Linked DNA regions of Mus musculus: regions 2 and 3 are each linked to region 1. A link is a contact called in public Hi-C and promoter capture Hi-C data. All regions are on one chromosome and are shown on one strand. Each heading gives the region's core, a stretch centred on a gene start, on an enhancer-like site or on the middle of the called end of the contact. The rest is flanking DNA. Distances are from core to core; before and after follow the strand shown. Region 1 holds the start of Trim9 (tripartite motif-containing 9). Region 2 holds the start of Nin (ninein). Region 3 holds the start of Abhd12b (abhydrolase domain containing 12B).

Evidence for each region. Promoter capture Hi-C pulls out the DNA fragments that hold promoters and counts their contacts. Hi-C and Micro-C count contacts between places; a contact is called where the count stands out from the background.
Region 2: a contact with region 1 is called in a Hi-C map of embryonic stem cells, with 1.7 times the contacts expected there. The contact joins the promoter of Nin here to the promoter of Trim9 in region 1. A contact is called at or near these places in 8 of 39 promoter capture datasets (cranial neural crest, embryonic stem cells, epiblast stem cells and 3 more), 7 of 484 Hi-C or Micro-C datasets (LSK cells, cerebral cortex, embryonic stem cells and 1 more), 1 of 115 datasets of contacts at active chromatin or transcription factors (embryonic stem cells) and 3 of 9 other capture datasets (adipose tissue, embryonic stem cells and pancreatic islet).
Region 3: a promoter capture Hi-C map of embryonic stem cells shows a contact between it and region 1, with 3 times the contacts expected there. The contact joins the promoter of Abhd12b here to the promoter of Trim9 in region 1. A contact is called at or near these places in 15 of 39 promoter capture datasets (the 3T3-L1 cell line, 3T3-L1-derived adipocytes, the HPC-7 cell line and 9 more), 1 of 484 Hi-C or Micro-C datasets (the N1E-115 cell line) and 2 of 9 other capture datasets (embryonic stem cells and pancreatic islet).

Annotation. Positions count from the first base shown.
Region 1 is chr12:70,345,422-70,349,439 of GRCm38.p6, reverse strand. It overlaps Trim9 (tripartite motif-containing 9), which reads left to right and starts at 1,826. Exons shown (of 14, transcript NM_001286388.1): 1 at 1,826-3,093. The coding sequence starts at 2,272.
Region 2 is chr12:70,100,979-70,104,996 of GRCm38.p6, reverse strand. It overlaps Nin (ninein), which reads left to right and starts at 2,143. Exons shown (of 29, transcript NM_001081453.1): 1 at 2,143-2,346. The coding sequence starts at 2,164.
Region 3 is chr12:70,152,437-70,156,454 of GRCm38.p6, reverse strand. It overlaps Abhd12b (abhydrolase domain containing 12B), which reads right to left and starts at 2,324. Exons shown (of 13, transcript NM_001195033.2): 1 at 2,190-2,324. The coding sequence starts at 2,284.

The sequences.
Region 1 (4,018 bases), core at 577-3,076:
AAGTGGCAATAACTGTGCCCATGTGGTCATATTACAGGGACTGGCTCAAGTCGTGATGCCAGGAAGAGGAGACTTCCCAACAAACGGCAGTCATCTGGAAAGCTCTCTAGGAGGGATCGATGTGCTAGTTCCTGACCAAATAGATCTAACAGTTAATTCACCTCAAGCTATTTCCTAATTGACCAACTGTTCTATAAATCTGTATCGGATTGAGGCTATTTGTGTCTGACACCAAATCAGACCATTGGACATGCCCTCAAACTACCCACCCTTTCCCGTGAACCAAGCATAGCCTGTCTGCTAATCACCAGACCTCTTACATGGTATTCTGTGGTAGGCAAAACCCAGACTTGGGAAGAATGACACTCTTTACTTTGCTAGCCAAGGTTTCTCTGACTTGCGCAGGTGAATACAAAATACACGAAAGGATTGTAACATACACGGGCATGGATGCCCCTTTCTTCTTAAGAATTAACTACTTAACATGAGCAAAGTGTCTTTGGACTAATAGTCTATATATCCTGCACTAATATAGATGATGCCCCAATCAAATCTTAAGAAACACTTTGCCTATAAACAGACTGCATATAACATTAGCAGCTCCGGTCTCAACTAATTAAAATGTGGGTTAGGAATAAACCCTGTAGGATCTGTGACTAACATAGTTTTAAATAACAATGTGAATTTTCCTCCCACACAACCAATGATCAACTACTGTAATCATTGTGCTAAAAAATATATTTGCAAGATAATTCAATTTATTTGTACTATTTCTCCAAAATCAAGATTATAGAAAGTACTTCTTTTCTCTGGGAAAAAAAAAAGTGCTTTTAAATTATAAAGTAAGCTATGAATAATTGTTATCTTCTGGAAATTGAAAATTTGGAAGATCCCACGAACTTGAAAACCATTTTTGTCACTTGCTTCATGAATCACTCGGAAAATTAACTATGTATGCTCCCAAGATAAATTACTTCCTTGGAATGTCACTAGATTCAAAGATTCTCCCCCATTGAGTAGCAGGCTGATATCTTTATTCAAAGATTCTATCATTGTCATCATTTCAAGGGTTATACAGGCAAGAGGCAGGACTTATTATCTCTAGCACCGTTTGGGGGAAAGAGAAATCGGTTAGAATATAAGGGCTATCACTGGATCCCTCGTTATCTTACAGAAGCAGAAATAATATCCCACCCCTCTTCTGGAATTTATGGTAGATGCTAAGGGCATGTGACATTGGATAATATTGTTTGGAATCTTCAGTACCATAGCGATTCGTTCACATAGCTAGTTAACAACCGATAAACACTCAGAAATACACAAACACTGCCTGACTCAACTCAACTAACCTTCCTGGGGCCTCTCGAAAACTGGGGGATGGAGCTTCGGGAGGTTGGGGAGGGTGAGAGGTACCTTTGCTCCAAGGCGTAGGGCCTCCGCACATTTAAAGCATGTAGCGATGGTGGCACAGCTTTTGGGGGAATGCTGAGCCTTTGCCTCGGGTAGGGAAAAAGCTACCAGGGATGCAGAAAGGGGACACTGCAGCCATGGCACACCACCATCTTCCCTAAACACCAGAGATGCGGGCGCTCCAGCTGCTTCTGAGGGTTGGAGAAAAGCCCAAAAGGCTCCAGGAAGGCTCGGGGGAGGTGCTGGCTCTACGCCAGCAGCGGAAGGAGAAGGGGTGGGTCGGCATGCAGACCAAAGCTGGAAGGCAAGCGCCAAGCGCTGGCGACAGGCAGCAGCAGCCCACTCGCGACCGGGAGGGGTTCTCACGCCCCCTGCTCCGGGGTGACTGCACCCGAGCTCAGAAGGAAGCGTGGAGGGGGGTAGGAAAGGATGAATCATCCCGCCCCACTTCTTCTCGGCTTGCGCCAGCCCCCTCCTAAAATCCCGCAGCAGCCAGCAGGCGATGCCGGGGCTCCAGCTCCGACTCATAGAGCCCTCAGCGACCTGCAGAGGAGAGGAGACGGACAAGGCGGGAGGCCAATAAGAAAGCAGCTCTCACGGCCACCGTCCGATGAGCCTCCGCTCCCTGGCGGGGCGGGGCTAGCAGTGGGAAGGGGGCGGACCCGGGCTGGCGCGCAGCGCGGAGGCTCGGTGGCTCACAGAGAGAGCGCATCCTGGGGAGTCGGCGCCTAGGCGACCGGGGAAGGCGCCACCACCGCCGCCGCTGGCCAAGGTGCTGGCCACCACAGGCCCATCGGCTGCTTCGCCAGGTCAGGCCCCCTCCGCCGCAGCCGCTGCTGCCTCGCTTCCAGCCAGGTCCCCATGGAAGAGATGGAAGAAGAGTTAAAATGCCCTGTGTGTGGCTCCTTCTATCGGGAGCCCATCATCTTGCCCTGCTCTCACAATTTATGTCAGGCGTGCGCCCGCAACATCCTGGTGCAGACCCCGGAGTCCGAGTCCCCCCAGAGCCGCCGGGCCTCGGGCTCTGGGGTTTCTGACTATGATTATCTGGACCTGGACAAGATGAGCCTGTACAGCGAGGCGGACAGCGGCTATGGCTCCTACGGAGGTTTCGCCAGCGCCCCCACTACCCCGTGCCAGAAGTCGCCCAACGGCGTCCGCGTTTTCCCCCCTGCTATGCCGCCACCGCCCACCCACCTGTCACCGGCTTTGGCCCCTGTGCCCCGCAATTCCTGCATCACCTGCCCCCAGTGCCACCGCAGCCTCATTCTGGATGACCGGGGGCTCCGCGGTTTCCCCAAGAACCGCGTCCTGGAAGGGGTCATCGACCGCTACCAACAGAGCAAAGCCGCGGCCCTCAAGTGCCAGCTCTGCGAGAAGGCGCCCAAGGAAGCCACGGTCATGTGTGAACAGTGCGATGTCTTCTACTGCGACCCTTGCCGTCTGCGCTGCCACCCGCCCCGGGGTCCCCTAGCCAAACACCGTCTGGTGCCCCCGGCCCAGGGCCGCGTCAGCCGGCGGCTGAGCCCGCGCAAGGTCTCCACCTGCACAGACCACGAGCTGGAGAACCACAGCATGTACTGCGTGCAATGCAAGATGCCCGTGTGCTACCAGTGCCTAGAGGAGGGCAAACACTCCAGCCACGAAGTCAAGGCTTTGGGGGCTATGTGGAAATTGCACAAGGTGAGTCCTATGCAACCCACCCCTGACTCCCCGCGCCCTAGGGTCCTCCAGATTTGCAGCACTCGGTCCCTCCTAGGGTGACAGCGCATCCCAGTGGGGGCGCAGTGCAAGTGCCTTCGGCGTCTGCCTTGAGATCTGGTGCATTGCAGGAGGCTCAGGGGACGTTTGAGGCGACGCAGGGAAGTTGAAGGTCTCCAGAGAGTGGTTGTAGGAATACCTTAGCACGGGTCTCCCTTCCCATGCATTCTGCCTGTGAGCTGGGCCTAAGATGCCCCCTCTTTAGTCTGCAGCCTATCTATGGTCGCCACCACCATAGGGCAAAGCCTACTTGGTTTGACGGAGGCTCGCGGGTGGCAGAGGCCTCCGGGCATGCGCCTCTACAGGGTGGGCTGAGGGCTTGGGAGACTAGGGCAGGTCGGGGCAGTGGGGTTGGGTAGACCTCAGGGGGCTATCTCAGCAAAGGAGACAGAAGCCCTGATGCACAGCGGGGGCGGGGAGAGACTCCGTGGCTGGAATACTGATGAGTTGGCTCTGAGCTGGACCTGACTCTGCTGAAAGAGAAGCAGGTCTGGGTGCCCAGAACTCCTGTGGTCCTATGGCATACAGTCTAGGCCTTAACCCTCGAGGGTGGGGACCTAAGGCTGAAGCAGAAGGACCAGAGTTTTCTGAGCGGTCGCGTACTAAAACCATCCTTCTCTCCAAACCTTTATTCCACCAGGGTTCAAACCTTTTCCCTTTCAGTAGCTGCGTGTACAAACTTTGAGACACCTGTTAGCAGAATTCCCTTTTGGGTCCCCTTTGATAGGGTCTCTCCCCGGGCTACCGAGAAAGAATGCTATTGACATGTTGTCTTGGGACTCCTCTACTCTGATGGCTTCGTGTGATTCTCAGACCATTCTTAGAACATTCTAGCAAAGCCTACTTG
Region 2 (4,018 bases), core at 894-3,393, 240 kb after region 1:
CAGCCCTGGGAGCCTGGACCTACTCTCTATCACACTGCTTTCACAGGTGTCCCTAAACACTAAGCTGTACTGCAGCTTCCTCCCAGGTCCTCTGACGTCATCCAGTGTGGGGTCATGGCTTATCTTCAGTTTTTTTTTTTTTTTTTGGTTGGGGTGTTTGTCTTTTTTGTTGGTTTCACACACACACACACACACACACACACACACACACACACACACACAAAAGATGACAGGGTCTCACTATGTAGCCCTGGCTGTTCTAAAACTCTGTAGACTAGGCTGGCCTTGAACTCACAGAGATTCGCCTGTCTCTGCCTCTCAAGTGCTGGTATCAAAGGCATCCACCACTACACCTGGCTATTTGCCTGTCATGTTATGGACAGTTGTCTGTGGAAAGAAAGAAAGTGGCCTAGAGGGGCGTTGCATTGTTTCAGAAAGCTCCATTGCCCTGGGCCTGAGCTGTGTGCAGCTTAAATTACACTGTCTGCCTTCCTGGGAGCTGCTCTGAGCTCTGACTCAGGGCTTTAGTTAAAGGGGCTGCTTTTACTGTTGGTGCTTTGGGGGGTTGGACCCAGGGCCTTGCACATGCTAAGCATCTATGATGTTCCACTGAGCTACACCCCCAAGCCCTGGGGAAGGTGCTGTGTTTTGTAGTCATGGGGTTGGCTGAAAGCCTGATTGCAGACGCCTGAGGTCACCATCCCAAGGGTATGTGTGCGTTTGGCACCCTCGATTGCATCAGGAAGCTGCTTCCAGGTGTGCAGCATTTGGGCTGGATCCAGCACATTAAAAATTGATTATTGTGTACAAGGAGAAGGAAAGATCTTTTTCATTTTTTTCTTTTTAAACTCTGTATGTGTGTTACTTGTCTTCGTTCATTCATTCTCTCTCTCTCTCTCTCTCTTAATTGAAACAGGGTTTTCTGTGTGGAACTTGCTCTGTATGCCCTGCTGCTGTGAACTCACAGAGATCCATCTACCTTTCTTTCTTTTCTTTCTTTCTTTCTTTCTTTCTTTCTTTCCTTCCTTCCTTCCTTCCTTCCTTTCTTTCTTTCTCCTTGTTTTTTTTGAGACAGAGTTTCTCTGTGTAGCCCTGGCTGTCCTGGAACTCACTCTGTAGACCAGGCTGGCCTTGAACTCAGAAATTCGCCTGCCTCTGCCTCCCAAGTGCTGGGATTAAAGGCGTGCGCCGCCACGCCCGGCCTGTGAACATCTTATCCTTGAAGTAAAATACCTGGATTTGTGTGGTTTTATTTTTAGCAAAAGATGACTGAAAGCTTTTGGTGATGTCAGGTTTTTACTGATTCTAGGGGGGGGGTGAAAGGCTGGGACCCGGGAATCAGTAATGAAAGACTGAGCAGTCGGGAATGAAGCGTGAGTTGCTGGCGGTGGAGGAGTTCAGAGATGCTGTTCAACTCTCCCAAAACAGCCAGTGGCTCCTCAGGAAAGGTGGGCGGTGTTTTACCCTTTCTCTAGGCAACTAAGCATTACCTAGAACACCCTGGGGCAAAAGAGAGCCTTGGGGGAATACTTTCTGCCTGCTGTGTGTAATTGCACCAGCAGGGCTAATTGAGCTGCTTTTTGAATCAAAGGCTTCTGGGTGGCATAAATAGGGAGATGGCTCAGCCAGTGCCTCTGATGTAGCTGTGATGTGGAATACCTAGGCTGAATGGAGTGAAAGTTGGCCACACCTCAGATCCCAGCATCTGGGGAGGTTGTCTACAGCTTGCTGACTTGTCTGGCAGCTCTGACCACCGTAGTGACTGAATACTAATAATTATCTCATCTGACCTGACCGGCTGGTAGAAGAGACTTTCACTTTCCTGAGTCCCCAGGCTGATAGGTGAGAAACCCTTTCAGGTGTGAGACAGGCCATTTGCCTGTCAGGAAGGAGGAGGACTGCCTGCCTAAACCCTTCCTGCTAGGAATGCTACTCCATTGTAGCGGTACAGTTGTGCCCTCGTGCTGGTGTGTGTACAAGTACCACTGGCCAGGCAGGGCCTTGCTGCAGAGTGTTCCAAGTGGCTGATGGGACTTGGGGGGGGGGGGGGGAGATGTGTGTGTCCAGGTAGAGCTGGGGAAGATTCATGTGTCCGTCCAATTGTGACCTGTCCCAACCTGTCTTCCTTCATGTCCCACACAGGTGAGCGCTGTGGGCTATGGGATGGATGAGGTGGAGGAGGACCAGCATGAAGCCCGACTCAAGGAGCTGTTTGACAGTTTTGACACCCTGGGAACTGGGTCTCTGGGTCAAGAGGAGCTCACTGACCTCTGCCACGTGCTGTGCTTGGAGGATGTGGGCCCGGTGCTGCAACAGACGCTACTCCAGGACAACCTCTTGGGCAGGGTAAGATCTGGGGAAGAACAGAGTTGGTTGGAAGTGGGGCGCGGTTTCTGTCAGAGTACTGGGGTTGGTGGCAAGCCACAGGTGTGTTGCAACTTGTCTCTTGCAACCTGGCCGTTAGCCTGGGGCGTGTAGTTTGCTCTCGTGATAAGGGCAATGCTAGATTTAGTCTGCACTTGGAATTAAGTTGTACACTGAGCATTATGGGTAACAGGAGAAATTGACTGTTTCCCAGACTTTTTTTTTTTTTTTTTTTTTTGGAGACAGGGTTTCTCTGTGTAGCCCTGGCTGTCCTGGAACTCACTTTGTAGACCAGGCTGGCCTCGAACTCAGAAATCCGCCTGCCTCTGCCTCCCGAGTGCTGGGATTAAAGGAGTGCTCCACCACGCCCGGCTCAGACTTTTTTTCCTTGTTCTTTGTGGGTGAGATTTCATTGGAAAAGAAAGAAAGGCGGGAAGACAGCTGCCCTTCACAGGAAGTAGAAGTAGGTTTTCTGAATGATCTTCTAAAAGCTGGTTTTTGTGTGGGTCATTTTGAGGTGAAGATTGAATCTTCCGTTCAGGAAGGAAGACAGGAAGTACACAAAGCAGAGGCTGTCTCCAGTCCAACCCAACATGCATGGCGAGTGTGTGTGCAAACTGGTTAACTTCCACGTTTGGCCAGGCCATGCTTTTCCCCTAGATTAAGTCTCAGGCAAGAGAAAGAGGAAAGAGGTCCGTCCCCCCCCACCCCCCAACTTGTCCCAAGTCCCTAGCAGTGAGAAGGACAGATAGTCTGTTGCAGTCTGAGAATGCCTTTAGTTCAACCTCCTTTACAATGCTTTGTGTAGAGTTCCCCCCTCCCCACCTTTTGGCTCTAGGCCAGGCAAAATGAAGAAAAATGTTGCTAATGGCGACACCCAGTACACAGGTTTGTCCTGCGCTGTTACTCCGGGAAACAGTCCTGAAGCGTCGTTTGATTTTGCCAGATGCACCTCCTCCTCCTTCCTTGTTCACGGTCTTCCAACAGACATGTGGATAAGTGTCCCAAGGCATAGAAGTATTAGATGCGTGTCACATGAAGGAGGCAGACACAGCACTAACCATGAAGCATAAAGAAAAAAAGGATATTGGGGGATTGACATGTGAGGCCAAATAGTTCACACTTCAGGAAAAAGAAGATTTTGTTGCAAAAAGTAGGGCCACTCTTGATCACTTTGAGGAAGATTAAATGTTTGTGAGTATATGAGTATTTCCTAGAAAATGCTAAAACGACTCATTTGGAAAAATAGTAAAAACAGCAATATGCAAGGTCAAACCATTTACTCTATTTCATGTGCTCCAGGGTTTTGGGCATAGTGGAGAACAGAGTAGCATCTCCCAGTGTGGTCCTCAGGTTGCAGGCCTTTGGGATGGAGGCGTAGTTGCTGTTAGTGCTTCAAAAAGCACAAGGAGCCAGGCTTTGGCCGATGGTCTCCCTGAGAACCCCTCTCAGAGTACAAGGGGATCCTCCACTGCACAAAGATTCTGTTCTAGCAGCTGGCTTACAATTTGCTCTCCAGATGTTAGCCCAGACCAGGGAGCAGTTATCGATTGATTTGTTAATGGCTTGACACCATCAACCTGCTTTTTACCGGCTATTTGCCTGAATAGTGAGTACCTAAGTGGTCTACAGTGTGGTATTTACTTAGTGAGCC
Region 3 (4,018 bases), core at 1,075-3,574, 190 kb after region 1:
GACATGGGCCATGTGCCAAGGGACAGACACAGGAACGCCTGTTGGGCTGCTAGAGGTAACTTGTCTGATTGCTAGGTCCCTCAAGAGCTGGCTGAAAAAATGCCTGACTGTCGTGCAGTCACTTCTAGCTGTCCACTGATGTGCCTGATTGCCAACCTTCCTCCTCTCGGTATCTTTCCTGGGGATATTTTACATTTTCCTATTTTAGGAAACTTGACACTGGCTAGAGTTACTAGAAAGAGGAACTTCAGTTAAGAAAGTAACTTCATTATGATTGCCTGTAAACAACTATGTGGGGCATTTTCTTGATCAGTAATGACTGATGTGGCAAGGCCCAGATAGATCACTAGGCAAGTGGGCAAGTAGGCCTATATACTTTTAAAAGTAGGATGAGCAAGTCAGAAAGCAGCATTCCTCCATGGCCTCTGTTTCAGCTCCTGCTTCCAGGTTCCCACCTTGAGTTTGTTCCTACCTAACTTCTCATCATGATAGACTGTAAGCTGTAAGATAAAATAAACCCTTACCTCCTCAATTTGCTGTTGGTCGTGGTGTTTCATCACAGTGAAAGAAAGCAAACTAGGACAATACTAAAACTCTGTCGCTGCAGATAGTGCTTGATGAAGTGGCCTCCTGCCTCACACCACATCACTTTAGGTGCAGTGCTATATGGGGCTGAGCAAGGTCAGCGCCCTGGGAACACTGGTGAATCCAAACTCCCTTGGCTCAAAGCAGCAGCAAAAGACTAGGTGCTGGAACTGGGTCTGTGCCTCAGCCCGACTCACTTTAGATCAACAATCCTCTGCTCAGTTAAAGAAAGGCACCAGTAGGCCATTCTTTGGGGAAGCATTTCTTGAGTCTAGGGAGACTTGCTTTTTACTAATTAGTGATGCATGCAGCAGACAATTTTATCAACAACTGTTTTCAGCAAAATGGCTGGCTCTCCAGGACTGTGAACTGTAGCTTTGACTATCTACCTAAGAGATGCTCTTTTCTGCCTAGTGAGGGCTAAACCATCAACCACTGGTGTTATAGAGAACTGGGGGTGGGGGATGTTTCTCATGTCAAGGGGTAAAGTGTAGGTAACTGGAGCGACGCGATGCCACCCACTCTCCAACCTCTATACCTGGCTGGGGGCGGGGGGTGGGGTGGGGTGGGGTGGGGGATAAGACAGCAAAGATTCCCTGTTCGTCATCATCCCTGGGACATTCCAAAGTGACACCTCCAGTGTGTAGCTGTGGCCAGAGAGTACTTGTAACTAACACAAAATAAAATGAAACAGAAACAAGAAACGTAACAAGAATACCAATTCAACAAACTAAACGGGATACACACACCTCCTGAGTCCACTGCCTCACACCCAGGACCTAGCTCCAAGGCCAACAAGACCGAGGATGACTGACCATTGACTCGATGGGAGACAATATTTAAAAACAAACAAAGCCGGGCGTGGTGGTGCATGCCTTTAATCCCAGCACTTGGGAGGCAGAGGCAGGCGGATTTCTGAGTTTGAGGCCAGCCTGGTCTACAGAGTAAGTTCCAGGACAGCCAGGGCTACACAGAGAAACCCTGTCTCGAAAAACCAAAACAAACAAACAAACAAGCCACAATGATAAACAGACATTTTCAGGCATAAAGAATGTTAAGAATTTACATAAGTAACCCCATATATACAAAGTGATTCCAATACCCCCAGAAGTTCAGCCAGTCCTTTAAATACACACCTGCAAACCCATACCTGAAGAGCCAGGACTCTTTTCCACCTACACAGGTCTTTGACCTACAAAGATTGCACCTCCGATTACAGCACACCATAAGTTTTTGGCTGCCTCTGTTATTAGTAATATTTAAATTCATTCGGTAGAGTTGTAAATTGAACAGATAAGAGAAACTTTTTGGAGCCTCCTTTCCAACGCTCTCATACCTTCCTGAAAAGTCAAACCTTCTGGCCTCTCTGGTCTCGGTAGGAATTGAATGCTGGGGTAATGCTATCTTCAATAACCCAGGAGTTAGCAAGAATGTGCAAGCCACAAAGTCCCCCGACCCCAAAACCAGCCCTAAAGCTTCAGTGTCCTCCAGACCTAGGAGAACCATGGACAGGTCTTGGACAGGGTAGCCCCAGCAACTGCCTAACCATGCCTAAAACTGGACAAGGGAGCTATTTTAGGTGATGACCCATCAAGCACACTCACCTCAGGTTCCTCAGGACCATAGCCCACCAGGAGGTCACAGAGGAACAGGGAGGGGGCCCTGGCTCCGAGGCTGCATCACAGTCCCTAGCGTCCATCCTGAGGTGCCTCCACTGCTGAGGGAGCTGCCACAGGCTTCCAGGGACCAGGCTTACCCTCTCCTCCCCTGCTGCTCTTGCTCCGCCCCCTTCCTCTACCCAGAGGAAAACTTGGCCACCTACCTAAGGTCACACCCATTGCAGAGGCTGGGGCTTCCTCCCTGGTTGGTCTCATACCCAGACAAGCAGGTGATGAATAGAAATGCATTGATACATAGATATAACTATGTATCCATTTGTTTCATTCTCATTGCTTTTCATTAAATATCCCTATGAGCTTTGGCAGATGCTTCCCTTGCTAGGCCCACAGAATAAAGTAAAAACTCTTAAAATCTTGACAGTAGTTTTCTAGGCACGGCTTTATAAGATCTGCCTGCCATTGCTGTCACAAGAATTTCTTTGGTTCCCTTTGTTTAAGAAACAGTTGAAAGACTGGGAAAAAAAAACTGCTTAGTGGTCAAAGGCACTCATTGCTTTTGCAGGCAATAGCACATAGTCTATAATTCCAGATCCAGATCCTTTGTGGGCACTAGGCATGAAAGTAGTGTTCAGACAGATCCACATGCAGGCAAAACACATAAACATGAAATAATATATGATTTATGTAAACACCCTTCGGGCCAAGGAATTATGAGCTACACAATGACTTCATGTATCCAAAATGAAGATCTTTTTGATGTTTTGTTTCCTTATTATCAGTATATAGCAGAGCCTATTCTCCTGCCAAGGTTAGTGGACACCTGAGCCAGCTGCTACCTGGTACAAGTTATATTCCTGAAGCTTTCTCCTAAGAGCAAGAGCCACAGGCCTGCCAGAGCTGCCTCACAGAAGCCATCAGGCTAAAGGGTGGGGATGAGGAGAAAAAAAAGATGCAATGTGATGCCAGCATCCAGGCTTCCTCCCAGAGCAAAGCGCATCATGCCCTGAAGCCAAATGTACTTTCCCCGCCCCCGCCCCCGCCCCCCCCCCCCCCCCCCCGTGTGGGTCCTCAGTAGGCTTTGACTGTGAAGCCCTGGTGCAGGGGACTCTTCCACTGGGGGAAATGGACCCTTTCAGAAAAAAAGACAGCAGTCAATAAGTGTGTGATTTCATTTCATAGAATTGGCAAGGACAGAGTCTCTGTTTCCTCTTTTAATCGCTCTGACCATGCTCATTTCAGGGGCAGAACCCAGATTGACCCTCTGCTTTCCCTGTGCCAGAGCAAGCACTCTCCCAATGAGCGATATCCCTCACCCCCTTTATGTCTACAGCTTTATGTCTAAAGCTTGAGATAAGACCCTCACTAAGTGACTCCGGCGGACCTTGAGTTCACTGCATCCCTTGCAGAACTTTAACTTTTGCTCTCTCTGCCTTGGCCTCAAGAGTAGGTGAGATTACAGGGCCTGTGCTGACAGGGCCATCTGCAGGGTGTCCACTTTCTGATTCACATCAAGATCAGAGCAATCAGATTAGGCCCAGTCCGTGTCAGCTGTTTGACAGCTCTCTCATTCTTGGCCTTACATGCCTGATAGGTGAGGCGGCTGCCAGTGAGAATTATCAGGGCCACACCTGCTGATGGGAAATGTTCTTAGGATCCCACCCCAGGAGCTGGCCACAAAGGTGGATGGTCTGGAATTTCAGAGACCTTGTGCAAGGCACCGCTGATGAGCCTCTGGACCGGAGAGCTCTGAAGAGACCCAAGAGCGTGAGGAAGGAGGGGGCGAAGACCAGTTAGCCTCGAAGGATCCCAAATTT